Regions from separate parts of the Zea mays genome. Here region 2 is linked to region 1. Evidence: chromatin contacts called from public Hi-C data. All regions are on one chromosome and are shown on one strand. The core of a region is the stretch at or near the end of the contact, and the rest is flanking DNA. Distances in the headings are between cores, read along the strand shown. Region 1 holds the start of LOC100273319 (myosin heavy chain-related). Region 2 holds the start of LOC100383276.

Evidence for each region. A called contact is a pair of places that touch in the nucleus more often than the background predicts.
Region 2: a Hi-C map of leaf shows a contact between it and region 1, with 6 times the contacts expected there. The contact joins the promoter of LOC100383276 here to the promoter of LOC100273319 in region 1. A contact is called at or near these places in 2 of 25 Hi-C or Micro-C datasets (leaf and leaf mesophyll).

What each region holds. Positions count from the first base shown.
Region 1 is chr1:195,233,554-195,240,978 of Zm-B73-REFERENCE-NAM-5.0, forward strand. It overlaps LOC100273319 (myosin heavy chain-related), which reads left to right and starts at 2,302. Exons shown (of 14, transcript NM_001147760.1): 1 at 2,302-2,516; 2 at 3,706-3,833; 3 at 3,892-3,963; 4 at 4,039-4,152; 5 at 4,463-4,531; 6 at 4,622-4,678; 7 at 6,746-6,799; 8 at 6,932-6,994; 9 at 7,089-7,151; 10 at 7,240-7,401. The coding sequence starts at 2,318.
Region 2 is chr1:195,751,605-195,758,821 of Zm-B73-REFERENCE-NAM-5.0, forward strand. It overlaps LOC100383276, which reads left to right and starts at 2,092. Exons shown (of 34, transcript NM_001367907.1): 1 at 2,092-2,523; 2 at 3,344-3,460; 3 at 3,540-3,582; 4 at 4,451-4,566; 5 at 4,657-4,788; 6 at 5,260-5,349; 7 at 5,460-5,529; 8 at 5,610-5,680; 9 at 5,752-5,835; 10 at 5,916-5,993; 11 at 6,073-6,144; 12 at 6,307-6,390; 13 at 6,474-6,556; 14 at 6,642-6,750; 3 more. The coding sequence starts at 2,362. LOC732796 (serrate RNA effector molecule) reads left to right here. Exons shown (of 12, transcript NM_001308505.1): 12 at 362-723. The coding sequence ends at 422.

The sequences.
Region 1 (7,425 bases), core at 1,052-3,551:
CATAATGCCTTGTAATTACTGAATACTGATGAACCAGCGGAGCCATACCTCATTGACATCCTCAAGTAGCTCTGACAAACAAATTAGGGGACATGACAAACAAATTAGGGGACACTACTTCTGCGTATCTGCATAAGGGCCCAAGAGAGGTGGGGCCCGGCCATAGGAACGAAGCTCTCAGCTCCCACACCATGCACCAGTGAATGCGAGCAGCTGGTCTGGCCTTCTAGTAATCCGATCTGCATGCAGTGTGATCCAGGATTCACGTGGATAAGGATGAAATCAAGAGAGCACTAGCTAGGATCACACGCCAATAGCACAAGGAAGGAATGAGCAAGCGAACCTTGAGGAAAACATCGCCGACGAGCTTCTTTGTGTGGCTCTCCGTCGTTGGTCGCAACCCCCGCCACCGCCCTCACTCGTCGCACATCGCGCTGTGGTCACGGTCAGGGTTGCCCTTCCGTCCGATCGACCGGTCGAGCATGGGGCGATCAAGCAGGACTCGAGGAGGAGGTAGCGGATTTATGGCGACAGATCGAGGTAGCGAGGCCGAGTGTGGGTTGTTGGCTTGTTGCGCCCGTGGGCGTGGCAGGCGGGGGTGGGGGCGGGCGGAGGGATCATGAGCTAGAGGGGGAGATCGTGGAGGGAGTGGGTAGTTTGGAGGGAGATCGTGGGGGATTCCTTTGCGCGGGCGTCTGGGAGTGAGCGGGTGCTCCTGAGATGGCTAAGATCGATGATGAACAGGAGAGCACGGGACGGAGACGGCGCTAGCAGGAAGAGCTAGAGGGCGAGGGCTCGCTGGGCAGAGAAAGCAAAGGAGACTGACCCTAAAGCCAAGTTGGGTCAGGGTAAGAAGCGTTGGACCGCACCAAAGAAACACAGCCCACACGACCTATGTCGTCGTCACGGCTTACACATTTTTATGACCATACTGGCCCGCCAACATAGCTTCTACCGGCTTATAAGCCTTCCTTCTTCAGAGAAAGCAATCGTGGTCAAATGCTCCTGTCGGTGTCAAATTGAGGCAACTTTTTGCACGAGCAGACGTGGGTCCGGTGTGTGCAAAACTAAGGGTGACTGTCACGTGGGCGCCTGTAGTCTGCAATGTGGGCCCAACGTCCGGAGTGTGTGATGGCTTGCACGATAGGATTGGGGGATTTTGTCACATGGGACCGGAGTGCCCCAAGTCAGGAGTTGGTCGACGTCCCGCGTCACAGAATGTGATGGTTTGCCGGACAGCAACGACGGAGGAGCCATTATGGCTTAGTGTGGCATCAGCCATACCTTACTTTTAATAACTCTCATATCTTCTACTATAACAACAAAATAAGACGTGGTGTGGTGGATATTGTGTCTCTAATCTAGTAGCAGGTCTTGAGTTCGATTTATAATTCTTACAGATTTCATTTTTTACTGCCGGACAGGGATGGGGGCAAAACAGGAAATGAAAAAAGGCAGAACGACAGGGTACCCTTACCGCCTTAATAAGTAGTAGAGATATTTTAATTGCTTTATCATCTTTTTAAAGGCCCCTTTTATGTTATCCATGGTGGAGCGATTCAACAAGTTATTGAATTTTTGAAATAATTTTAATTTAATCATCCTTGTACCAGTCTTATATTTCATTCGTCCCAAATTATAATTCGTTTGATTTTTTATATCAAGTTTGATTGACTCGTTTTACTGTTTTATTTATTTTTCGAAAAATAAAAATTTAAAGCTATATTTAAATTATATTATATCTAAATGATATCATAGTAAAAAATAATATTAATTAAAAAATGTTTTGAATAGGATGAGTCGGCTAAATTTAGGGTAAAGGAGTCAATCAAACTATAAATTGATATAAATCGAAACGAAGGAAGTATAATTTATAATCGTACTTTTCTCCACGGAATACATGGAACCGATGGATCGACCGCCCAGGACACCGTCCCCGATCGTCACTGCCACGAAAACAATCACCTCAATGTCGTCGCCGATAACGGCACGCCACCTGACACTGACAGCGTCGAGGGCTCGAGGCGCCCACGGGTCCACGGCACAGTGAATCTATGCCCGTACGCGTACCCAATAGCTTTCCGCCACGTGCGTCCCCGCCCCGTGACCACGTGCCTCCGCCCCAGCGCGGCGTCGTAGAAAAAAAGATCTGCGCCCGAGCGCGAGTCTCCGAACGACAAACACGAGCGCGGGCGCGCACAAGTTCGCCAACCCCCACGCCCCACCCCCCACCCCCCGCGTGCTGCGCGTCGTTGGAACCAAGGATTGGATTAGCCTCGCCGAGGAGGAGGTGGTGGTCGGCGAGGGGCTCGCGGGGATGGGGATCTCGAGGCCCCTTGTGATGGCGATGGCGGTGGCGCTGCTGATCGCCGTCGCCGGTGCGACCGCCGAGGAGCAGGAGCCCCTGCTGGCGGCGGACGCGGTGGCCGGCGCGGTGGAGGCGGCGCTCGGGGAGGTGGAGACCGCGGCGCTCAGGGCCGAGCTGGGGCAACTCCGGGCGAAGATCTCGGCGCTAGGTCAGTGCCCAAGGCTTGAATCCACGGGGCGCGCTTGAATTTTTACACTCGGGATGTTTTGGCTTGGGACGGGTTGGTGGTGGGATCGTCGAGTCTGTGCCGCGCGGCTAGGTTAATTCGTGTTTTGTTTCACTGGATTGACGCCGCCCCGGCGAGCTCCGGACTTTAGGACTGCGACTTCGCGGTGGTTGGTGGGGGTTTAGCGTCTGCTTGCTTCTGGATGGCGACGGTGCGTGCGCGACGGTGCTCGATTCATCGACTTGCTCGGGATGCTGCGGAATTTTATCTGGTTCCCTCTTGCCGATTTCGACCGTGGGATGAAACAGAATTGGATAACTCACTCGTTTTTTTTTTTTTTGGGGGGGGGGGGGGGGGGGGGGGGACTGCTCCTTCTTAGGGAAAAATACAGCAGCGTCCTCTGTTGTTTGTTTACACCGTACCACACCCACCACTACTAGTAGCTTTGTTTCCTGATTGCCGTTTTTACTCTAATTACACGTAAGGTCCCATTTAGAGCAGGTTTAATAATATAGCTAACTGTCCGCTACAACTATAAGGATCTTTGCAGCTTATCTTGTAGCCGATATATAAAGGTTGGCCCTTTACAACTAATATATGGTCCATTTGTCTCTCAATTCTCAAATTTCTTGGTTCCCTTTATAAAGCTGGCTGGTAGTTTGTAGCCCACTTCTACACTCTATCCTCCTCTCTCTTCCATGTCAGTATTTAGCCGGCTTACAATCATCTATTATACTTGCTCTTACTACCACTGTACATTTATACAGTGGGCCATTGTGTAATTGCAGCTCTTGTGCTTCTGCCATGGATGGTGAACCACTGCCATAATTTTTAGGGCCTGCTTCATTGATGTGTACTGAAAATTCCAACCAACTACCCTTCACACAGACCATACTGGCTCGTAATCTTTATTGAATTGAATAGCCTGGGAAAGTCTTATCTATATTAATTGCAGCAAAACAGTAAATTCGTAGTGCTGTGAAGATGCCTGTACTACTGAAGAGTATAAACTCAAACTGTACCACGACATGGAAATAATATCTTCTCATCATGATCTCATTTCTGTCATAAGCTTTACTTTGCCACTTTGTCATTCTATATCTGCCTACCAAGTTAATTCCAATTTCGAGATCCCTCGGGAGCCATCATTATGTTTGTTTTCATGCCACAGAGTCAGACATAGAAGAGCGATCTCAAGAACTGAAGAATAAGGATGATGCCATCATGAACCTGGAGAAAGCCATTGAAGAGAAGTCAAAGGCTATTACCTCTATGCTGGACGAGATTGCTTCCCTCCAGGTATGCAATTTAAAACACAACAGCTAGCCTTAAAACACAACAGCTAATCCATGTACAGGCAAAAGGGTCTGTAGCTGCCGAGGAGCAGGCTAACAAGGCCAATGCCAAGGTTGTTGAGCTTGAGAAGCAGGTAACCATGCTAGCAATGTGTTTGGAATGTGCTAGCTATGTTTGTGATTTCTCATTTTATTTTTCTCCTGCTTAGGTTGACAAGATCAAAAAGGATATTGAAGCACAAAGCAGCCAGAAAGCAGCACTAGAGTATAGGGCCAACGATGCAGAGAAGAAGGTGGAAGTACTGAATGAAAAGCTTAATACAGTAAGTGCATAATCCGTCCTTGGAATAGTTGAGTGTCCTCTTTTAAAAAAAACTGGTGGTCGACTTCTTTTTAGTTTCATGTGCTACTGTAAGTGTATATGCCATCTGCCTTCCATTGCTCTAGTTGGCTATATACAAGCCTGCAACACATCCTTATGACACTAGTAGATCATTAAATTAGATATCTATACTAGAGTCTGAAGTCCATTGAAATTTTAAATTCTATTAGAGACATTTGGTGGAAAACCATTCAAACAAATTGACATTTTAGATGTTTGATTACATTAGTGTTATATTTTTTCCTTGCTAGATCCAAAAGGAAAGTGATGAGAAAAAACGCAAAATCAAGAAGACAGAACGTGCTCTTAAAGTCGCTGAGGTTTGCAATAAGTTTGTTTATTATTAATGCACTTGTGTCCTGGTTGTTGTGTGGTATATATTGTTACGTATTTGTTCGCTCACATTGTAGGAGGAATTAATGAGGTTGCAGTTAGAAGTAACTGCTAAATCAAAACAGCTGTCAGAGGTAAGGATATATTCTGTCACTATCATTAGTTGTACTTGTCGGTGTTTTGACCCGAGGATCCTACCAACTAGTGAATTAGTGCTGGGTGCCTAGATCCAGATGGGTGATGCAGGAAAACACAAGTCTTTATCCTGGTTCGGGCAAGAGAAGGCCCTACTTCTAGCCGAGGGGGGATGAGACTTATATTAATTGCACCTAGGTGCTTGTAGTAGGGGATACAAGCCGGTCGGGAGAGTGAGAGGTTCCCAAGTCCTTGGTGATTGAGGCGAGTGCCAATATCGCCGTGGAGGGTGAAAACCTGTGAAGTGTTCCCCACCCCCGAATGAAGCCCTGGACTCCTTTTTTATAACCTCAAGGAGGGTTCCTAAGAGCGCCACCGTTTGTCGTGTATGGGAGAGGAGACGAGTCTGAGCCCCTGTAGCCGGTATGGCCTTTGTACTAGCTATTGACTTGAACCAGGAGGAGGATGTCTGGTCCCTGTATTTGCATCTTGATCGAGCAGAGAGTCTAGGCCAGGATCTGGGGCTCGGACGCGTACCCGAGCTTGTCCGATGGAGGTGCTGTCCGAGTCGTAGTTATTGACACAGTGATAAGTATAGTGAAAAGCGCATGGTAATTCTCATCATATGGCGTAAAGCAGACTTGACGTTGGTCCTGTAGCCATCCCGTAGTCAGCGGCCTTCGTGGGGGAGTTGGTGGCGTCCTTTGGTCAATGTTATCTAGGCCGAGGCCAGGCTCGGGCGAGACGGAGGTTCCTCTCGAGGCCTTGGTCGATCCTGCCTCGGGGCATGCAGTCGTACAAGGAGGGGTTAGTGTAGTTGTCGGAGTGGCCTCCTGCGGGATTTGCGGGGAGTTGTTGCCGGGGCGGTTGGCCGAAGCCGAGCTCGGGCGAGGCAGAGTTTTCTCCGAGGCCGAGGCCAACTTTGGGCGAGGCGGAGTTCCTTCCGAGGGTGAGACCATGCTCTGACACACGCACGTCCCATCCAGAGTTGTTTGAGCACAGTAGTTGACGTGGGGGATCAGTGGCCATTATTCCCGGGCGTGCGTCATCGTAGTTGGTGAAAGTGGATGGGACCGCGGTCCCATCGCTCCCTGTCTGACTGCGGCATCATGTGGGGTAGGTATTCACATTAAATGCTCATGTCTCCACGGTTCCCGTGACCTTTGGCTGGGGCTGGGCTCGGGGTTGTCCTCCTGTCCGAGACGAGCTTGGGCGAGGTGGAAACCGCCATTTCGTGAAGAGGGGTCGTCGGGCGAGACGAAGATTTCCCGAATGATGCCCTCGCCCAAGGACAGGCTCGGGCGAGGCGGAGTTTTGAGCGACCGCCGAGCGGGGTCTCGGGCGAATTGTGGCCCATCCTTTCTTGACCTCGGGGAATGTGTCTTGTGGTAGTTAGGTGTTAAGTGTGTTTAGGGGCATAATTTGGGTACCCCTAAATACGATACCCGATAGTACTTAAATTTCAGCAATGTAATAACATCATTTAAACGGTATCAAGCCTATAATATGACAAGAACTTATTAATTTCATTGCAATGCATGTTTCTCCTATACTTGTGTGTGGTGTTTGGAGTGCAAACATGTCTGTTTATGTTCCACATAATCATTTTACTAGACAAAGCATGTTGAAAAATCCTGTACTACTACTGATCTATTCCATCTTTTATACTCTTTATTATCGCTGTTTAAAAACAATCATAAAGTAGTATAGGAACAAATAACTTCAATCCGCATCAATTCTTGTGGTTCCCAAAAGTTATTTGCAGTAATCTATTAAGGCATCGATTTCCTTCAGTTGCGTGTTTCCATTTTCTGCCACCAGTTCTAGAGAAGTTCCGATAAATTTTATGTTCCACAATAGGTACATACCTTTGAGCTGCACTATTTGTTGCTTGGCACTTCATTAATGTGTTCAAATTTCTAATGGTTACCCAGACTAGGCTAAGCAGAGTATACTTATTGTAGTTTTACTGCCTTGAACAGCAAATTTTTGTCTTTTGATGATGTATTTTCTTGCTTGTTTCCATCTACAGCATATTTATTATTCATTTTAATTTCCTTTTGCAGGTTCATGGAGCATGGTTACCACCTTGGCTAATGGCACAATATGCTTGTTATGCGGTAAGAGCGGAACCACAAATATTTATCACTTCAATTTCCATTCTCATGCTCTCCCATCACTGGCCACAAATATTTACCGCTGCAATTTCCATCCTCATGCTCTCTCATCGCTATATTCGTCATCATTTGTAGGAGGTTGTCTCAGGTCACTGGGATCAACATGGGAAACCTGCTGTGCAGAATTTTTTGCATAAGGTGCTTCTTCATACTACTAGCTTTTATTTCCAATTTAAAATTGCATCCCACAAATAAAATGATCATTTACATGTCTGTGTATCTAATATTTCAGGCATCAGAAAAATCAGCACAGGCAAAGAAATGGGCTGAACCTCATATCGAGACTGCTAAGATGGTGATGCCCATCTGTTCATATACTTCAATTTCTTTTGTTTTATCTTGGGCTGACAGTTGGCTGACATTATTACTGTCTATGATTGAAGAAATGGATTCCTGTTAAGCAGAAATTGGTTGCCCTCAAGAAAAATGCAGAACCTTATGTACAAAAGGTATCAACAAGATCAGTAGAGTTTTACGAGTCATCAAGGGATGCTGTGACACCTCATGCTGTCAAAGTTAAAGTGTTTGTTCATTCCTACTACCAGGTAATTGCTGCATTTTCGGTTTCA
Region 2 (7,217 bases), core at 842-3,341, 520 kb after region 1:
ATGTTCTAGTTGAAGAATGGTTGGAATTTTGGATTATGGGACTCTGTTCGCTTCTGATTGCTGCAGCAACCGCTGCGGCATTCATTCAGCAGCAGCTGTTGCCTCACTTTACAACCCAAGCAGCCGCAGGAGCTTTGGCTGTGCAGCCATCTCTACCGACACTGCTATCTGCAGTCCTAGTCGTTCTCAAGTCTCAACCATGTTCTAGTACTTCTGCAACCATATTATGATCGTGTGGAATATGGCCAGTTTATAACAAATGCTTGACTAGGACGTACGTCTTTCCAGATACCTAGCGATGCAAACATTTCGTCTGTTTGGTACACCCTCTCACCAGTTCTTGACCTCACCGTGCTTGCAGCTACCAAGACCTCGATGCTCCGGAGGACGAAGTGACTGTCATGGACTACCGAAGCTTGTAGACTTCCTCCAGTTCTTGTGCATCCAGATACCTTTGTAGTCAACATTTTTAGCGCGAGAGAAAAACACCTTGCTCTTTCTAGAATCGCCGCGGAGGAAACCCCGGCAGGCTTTTTGTGTCGCGACCACTGAGATGTCAGCTTCTCAGTGTTTTGTAAAACGAAACACAGGAAGTACATTACAACTTCTCCCCATTAAACAAGGTGAAAGATTTCCATCAGTGTTTTGTTTTTTTGGTCAGCCCAGCATTGATGTACATGTACGTACCTTGGCAAATAGGGCGGGGGTTCGTTTGTCGCTGCACATGCAAATGGCAAGTGGAGTCGACTGGTGTCTGCTCTCGCAGTTTATTATATTCTGTGCCTGCCTGGAGCTGTTTCCGGGAATTCTTCATTTCTTCCCCGTGACCGTGATCCTGATCCGTGGGAGCTGGCAAGCATGCTGGTCCAGCTCGTGGACGGAAACTGTTTGGAAAGCTCCAGCCCCTGGACCTGGACCTGGAGCGCTGAGCTGGACGGGTGGACCCCAGATCCGGTCCAGTCTGTCTGTATCTGCTCACCCAATCTGGACAACACGTGGAAACACACTGCTGAGTGCTGACTGCGATGTGCGATCGCATCGCATGCATGACCCAGCGACGGTCGCGGGGGCCTCAATCAACACGGCGAACACGAAACCCAGCGGATGACAGATGCGCCGGAACGGGCGTGCCGCGCCACGCTTCCTTGCTGGCCAGCGGCGGCGAGCAGCCGGCGGTGGTCGCTGTCGGCCACCCACCGCCGGAGCCGGAGCTCTCGCTCTCGTGCCCCGGCGTGCAAGTAAATCCGTGACCCGTGAGAAAGGGAGGCGGGCGAGTACTATGATTGGGCGGCAGGGCGCTGTACCCGTACTGAGGGAAGACGAGCAGGAGCATGTGTGCGGTGGTGTGTGACCGAAGAGCCCGGGTTTCCGGCGAAGTGAGTGGCACGCGACGTGGACCGGACCGGAGCGGGATCCTGGACGGATCGCAAGCTGGACCCAGTAATGACCGTAATACCGTATGCTGCTGCTGCTGCTGCTTCCTCTTCAGCATTCCTTTTGTCGCCTGACCGATCGTCTATACATCGTATTGATATGTCATAGTACGTGACTGTTGCCGGTGCATGCAACTCCTTTTTTCGTTCTTTCTTTTTGATATATCGCGGGAGATGAATCCTGCTACGTGCTACTTGGACATGACAGTAGTGCCATGTCTGTGGTTCGCATCGATCGAGTTGTATCCTCATGCTCCACTGCTCCAGTATCCCATTATCCTTTTGGGTCCCGTCTGTGAATGAATCCATCGAGCTGCGTCTCCATTTCAAACCTGTCAGCTAAACCCGCCGCGCCAAGCTTGACTCGAGTAATCCGCAGCGTCCGATTCCGATCGTTACTTCCCGCCGGACACGGATCACTGACCGGTGGGCCACCTCCACGTCTGGACGAGCTCCCACGGTCCTGGCCATGCGCGGGCCCATGTGGCAGCGTGATGCGCCGCAAGAAGCTTCCACGAAGCTTCATGGCCGCTACCGCCTCGAGAACAAGTCCCCATTCCCGACCGCAAAAGCGGGCCGAGCCGAGGAAGAAGAGAACAAAACGAAACCCGAAGCTTTTTCCCCCATTCTTCGCTGGATATACAGGAGGATTTTCAGAGTCAGGGAGGTGAGGGAGAGAGGGCGAGGCAACTGTGTGTGTGTGTGTGTGTGTGAGCAGGCCCGCCGAGAAGAACCTTCGCGACGCCGAGGTGAGCCGCGACTGGGTTCCCGCCGGCCCCACCTGGCGTCCCCAGCGATCTCGTGGTGACGTCTGTGTGGCGCGCAGGGGTCGGTCGCGCGCGGGCGCTCGTCGGTCGGTCGGTCGGTCGGTGTCGTCTCTCCTGCGAAGGTGCCCCTGGCTGCTGCTGCCGGGGTGGTCTGATCGGGCATGGCGCAGGGGAGTTCGCCGCCGCCGCCGGAGATCCGCTCGCCGGACGAGCGGGCCGCGGCGGAGGACCCCGCCGAGGCGGAGGCGGGGGAGGTGGTCTTCGACGACGCGTTCGACATACCCCATAAGAACGCTCCGCACGACCGGTTGCGCCGGTGGAGGGTACGCGATCGTCTCCCTCCTCTGACTGTCTCTGTTCCCTTCGGATTTGGATCTTCGGTTGGCCTGTCGTGCCCCGGGGATCTGGGTTGCGTCCTCCGTGTGGTTTACCTCGATTTGGAAATCATTAGTGCGTATGCCGTACTCTAACCGTTTGAGTGTTCTCGGAGAATAAAATAAGTATACAGCCATTGTCGGTATGATCGTGACTGGGGTGTGGAGTTCGGAGTGTGGTTGTGGAGGCGTCGTTTCCATTTTCGAGGCTCCAAGCGTTCTGCCGCACGGAGAGAAGGGGAATTGCGAATGTGTGACGAGCATTTCACTGAAGAGTTATACTCCAGTGAAATGTCCCGATGCTTTGATTCGGGGGTTCAGCAGCCTCTTTTCTCCTAATGACATGCGCACTGTGCTTGTTTTCTTTCTACATTCCTACAAATGCATTGTGGATCGTGGTCTGTTTGCGGACACAACACACAATGCCTGATCCTGCCACTTTGCGCAAATTCATGTAGCCACAGAGTTTTCCAAACATTGATGCTCTTATGCAGACGAGGATACTGTCTGTAGCTTGGCTGGATTATCCCGTTGACATGCTGGGGAGATTATTAAAAGAAGCAGGCATCAATTTTATGGCAATGAGATACTAGTTGTTTCACTTATTATTACTTATTAATAGTTCAAAGTTGCTTATGTGAGATTTTTTTCATGGTAAAGCTGAAGTTTGGCCTTTGGTATACAGAAGTTTGCTGTGTCTGTGTATAGTGGATGGACACAAGCTTCTACTGTTGAGTTCTGACAAATATGGTTATTCTCTTCATTTCAGCAAGCTGCTCTTGTTCTTAATGCTTCACGACGTTTTAGATATACTCTTGACCTTAAAAAGGAGGAAGAGAAAGAGATTATAAGGAGGAAGATCCGGTCCCATGCGCAAGTTATACGGGTACTGTGTCATCTGCTTACTGAGATACCACATTTTTTTTCGTTTCATTATTTTTGTATTCTGAATTTGTATTCTCCAGGCAGCATTTCTTTTCAAAGAAGCTGGGCAAAAAGATATCAGAGGTACGACTGCTACTTCATAGATATTTAACCTCTGTTTTTGTGTTCATTTTTATAGAAACATGTTACTATTATGCCATCAATTATCATCCCATCCTTATAAAGGCTAGTGCCTAGTGATAAAAAGGGCAACAAATTTATGTTTTCATTGTTCATTTTCAAAAACTATAGCATCTTCCCTGGTAGCAATGCACCTAAGAGCACAGTTCTATATAATATAGAATTAAATGCTTCGGTGGCCTCTGAACTTGGCAAGGAATGCCACTTAGGTCCACAAACTTTAAAAATGTATTTCTAGATCCTTGCTTGAACTTGTTAGGTGTTGTACCACACATCCCTAAACTTGTAAAAAAAAGGTGCATCACAGGTCCAATTGTGGACTACACCGACCACTGTGGTGTGCCACTTAACAAGTTTGAGGATCTAGAAATACATTTTCAGAGTTTGTTGACCTAAGTGGCATCCATTGACAAGTTCAGGACCGCTCATGCATTTAACTCTATAATATGATACAAAAATAATGATGTTGTAATGCGCTTGGATTACAGCAACAGTCATAATAATTTGTTTTGCTAGTTTGCCCTTCCATTATGTTTCCTTCAAATCATTTCATCCGTTAAGCTGTACATTATTATGTTAAAGTTCTTCTGAATCATCTATTTTTTTGAACATAATCTGATTCTCCTATAAAACTGAGGCTCCACTTTCACTTTTACCTTAAATCAGCTAGCTGTATTTAATTCTGCTTGGAAGTTTACTTCTGCTCTGCCAAGTTATACTTGTGATTAATTCTTATGTTTTCCTTTATGCTTGTTTTGCATACCATTTATTTATATTCTTGTGTTATGTTTAATGTCCTTGCACGAAGCAGAAGCTTATACTGGTATAAATCTTGCAACGGCCTCTCGCAGTTTTCCAATTGAACTGGAAAAGCTTAACACATTAAACAGGGACCATGACAGTGTTCTTCTTCAAGAAATTGGAGGAGTAAGATAATGCAGACCTTTATTATCACTTCTTTTGGTCAACCTCTTCATGTTAAATTTTGTTCATCACTTGTTATGTCCACCTGATCAGGTTAAGGGATTGTCAGATTTGTTGAAGAGTAATTTAGAGAAGGGAGTTAGTCCAAATGAGGATGAATTATTACAAAGGAAGAATGTATATGGATCAAATACATATCCACGCAAGAAGAGAAAAAACATACTGGTATTTTATAAGTACACATAAGATCATATATATTTTTAAGCATGGCAAATAATCACTTCCAGTTAAAACCTCTTACTATTAACACTGTGGTTGCAATTTTTCCTAGTGTTACACATTTCCCTTTTCTTTTCCTTTTGTTTTTCAGCCTTTTGTCGAACTGATGTCTTTATGTTTCTCTGCTCAAAGTTTCTGCTACTTTGATTGAAATCCTGTCCCCTTTTTGCTACTGGGTGGAATTTTGGACCACGTTTCAATGAGATAGCTCACAGGAAGAAATTGTTTTTTTTTGGAAATGAGTAAATTCTCAAAAGCAACAAAAATACGAATAAATCTTTATAATGAATACATTTTTTAATGGTAAAATCAAACTAGACATTGTTCCCATCATAATTTTCTACTTCTGTATCACTATGTGTTACTTGTTGCTTCAATTTTTTTTTAAAATTTAACTCTATTATGTTTGATTCACAGCGTTTTGTATTTGAAGCTTGCCAAGATTTAACTCTTGTCATTCTGATGATAGCTGCTGCCATATCACTAACATTGGGTATGACTACAGAGGTATTGTTTTTGAGTTTTTTTATCACTCATGTTGTTTGAACTAAAAATCATGCTGTCCTTTATTATACATATTACCTTACATTTTCTTCTCTTTACCACTATTCATTCAGGGTGTTGATGAAGGATGGTATGATGGCGGAAGTATCTTTTTAGCCGTTTTTCTTGTGATACTTGTTACTGGTAATGGGTTTGGATTACACGTAAACTTGTTTTCAGCAGCAATGTTCTATTGTTAATATTTATCATCGTCATATCTCCAGCAACAAGTGATTATAGGCAATCTCTACAGTTTCGACATCTGAATGAGGAGAAACAGAACATACAAGTGGAGGTGAGTGCGGCTATGCCACGTGAACTCCCATTCATTGGTTATATTTCTGATTTGCTATCTCTATTGGTTAGGTTGTTAGAGGTGGTAAAAGATTTGGAGCTTCAATCTTTGACCTTGTTGTTGGTGATGTAGTTCCTCTCAAAATTGGTGATCAAGTAAGATGGTATATTAATTTTTCGACTGCTATTTCATTTTTATGTGTAGAACCATCTGTTTATCCCATTTTCGCCTCCAGGTTCCTGCTGATGGTGTCCTGATATCTGGCCATTCTCTTGCAATAGATGAATCAAGTATGACTGGAGAGTCAAAAGTTGTAAGTCTATCGACAACAGAGCCATTTGCTGTTCCCAATTCTGCATTTATTGGATTTTCATTATTGGGTGATATTTTAGGTCCACAAGGATCAAAAGGCACCATTCTTGATGTCTGGTTGCAAGGTTGCAGATGGCTATGGTTCTATGTTGGTGAGTCCAGAAATCTCAAGCACTTTGACAACATCTAGAAATGAGAACCCTTGTTTTCCATGTCACTGTGCTCTATAGTATTTTATTATTATCATTTTAATATTTTATTTTTCATGGATAAACTAACTATGACTTCTTATACACTTTGCTTATCAATTTAAGGTAACAGGGGTGGGTACAAATACTGAATGGGGTCAGTTGATGGCTAACCTTTCAGAAGATAATGGTGAAGAAACACCATTACAGGTTATTCTCTGTAAGGATAGTGCAAATTCTCGAATGGACAATTACTGAAGGCTCTCTTTGGTTTATGCTTTGACCCTTTTTAGGTTCGCTTGAATGGTGTTGCAACTTTTATTGGTTTGGTGGGCTTGTCTGTTGCTGGTGCAGTACTTGTTGTGCTTTGGATAAGGTATTTTATTTTTACTAAATATTACTACTTAAAAAATATGTACCTCTCTCTCTCTCTTTCTCACTGAATTTGAAACCAACTTCAGGTATTTTACTGGACATACCGAAAATCCTGATGGGACACCTCAATTTGTTGCTGGAACTACTGGTGTGAAGCAAGGATTTATGGGGGCAATTAGAATTTTGACTATCGCTGTATGTAATCCTAATGTTGTTAATATAAAAGTATAAAACTAGTACTATGAACAGATTTAAGTGGTTCTTCTCTTGTTTATCCACAGGTGACCATTGTAGTTGTTGCTGTGCCTGAGGGACTCCCATTGGCAGTAACACTGACGTATGAATTCTTATGTAAATTCCATTAACTTCTCAGGTAAATGACTATCTGAATTTTTTCAGGCTTGCATATTCCATGAAAAAGATGATGCGAGACAAAGCTCTGGTAAATAAAAATTATTTTTATGCATATATTTATTAAAAAAGGTACGACAGGAGAAAGAATATGATTTGATTTTTGTTTATTTAAATAGGTGAGGCGGCTCTCGTCATGTGAAACAATGGGATCAGCTACTACAATATGCAGTGATAAGACAGGAACCCTTACATTGAATAAGGTTTGTTGAGTCATTTACCAGCCCATTTGTCATTTAAATTCTTTCATG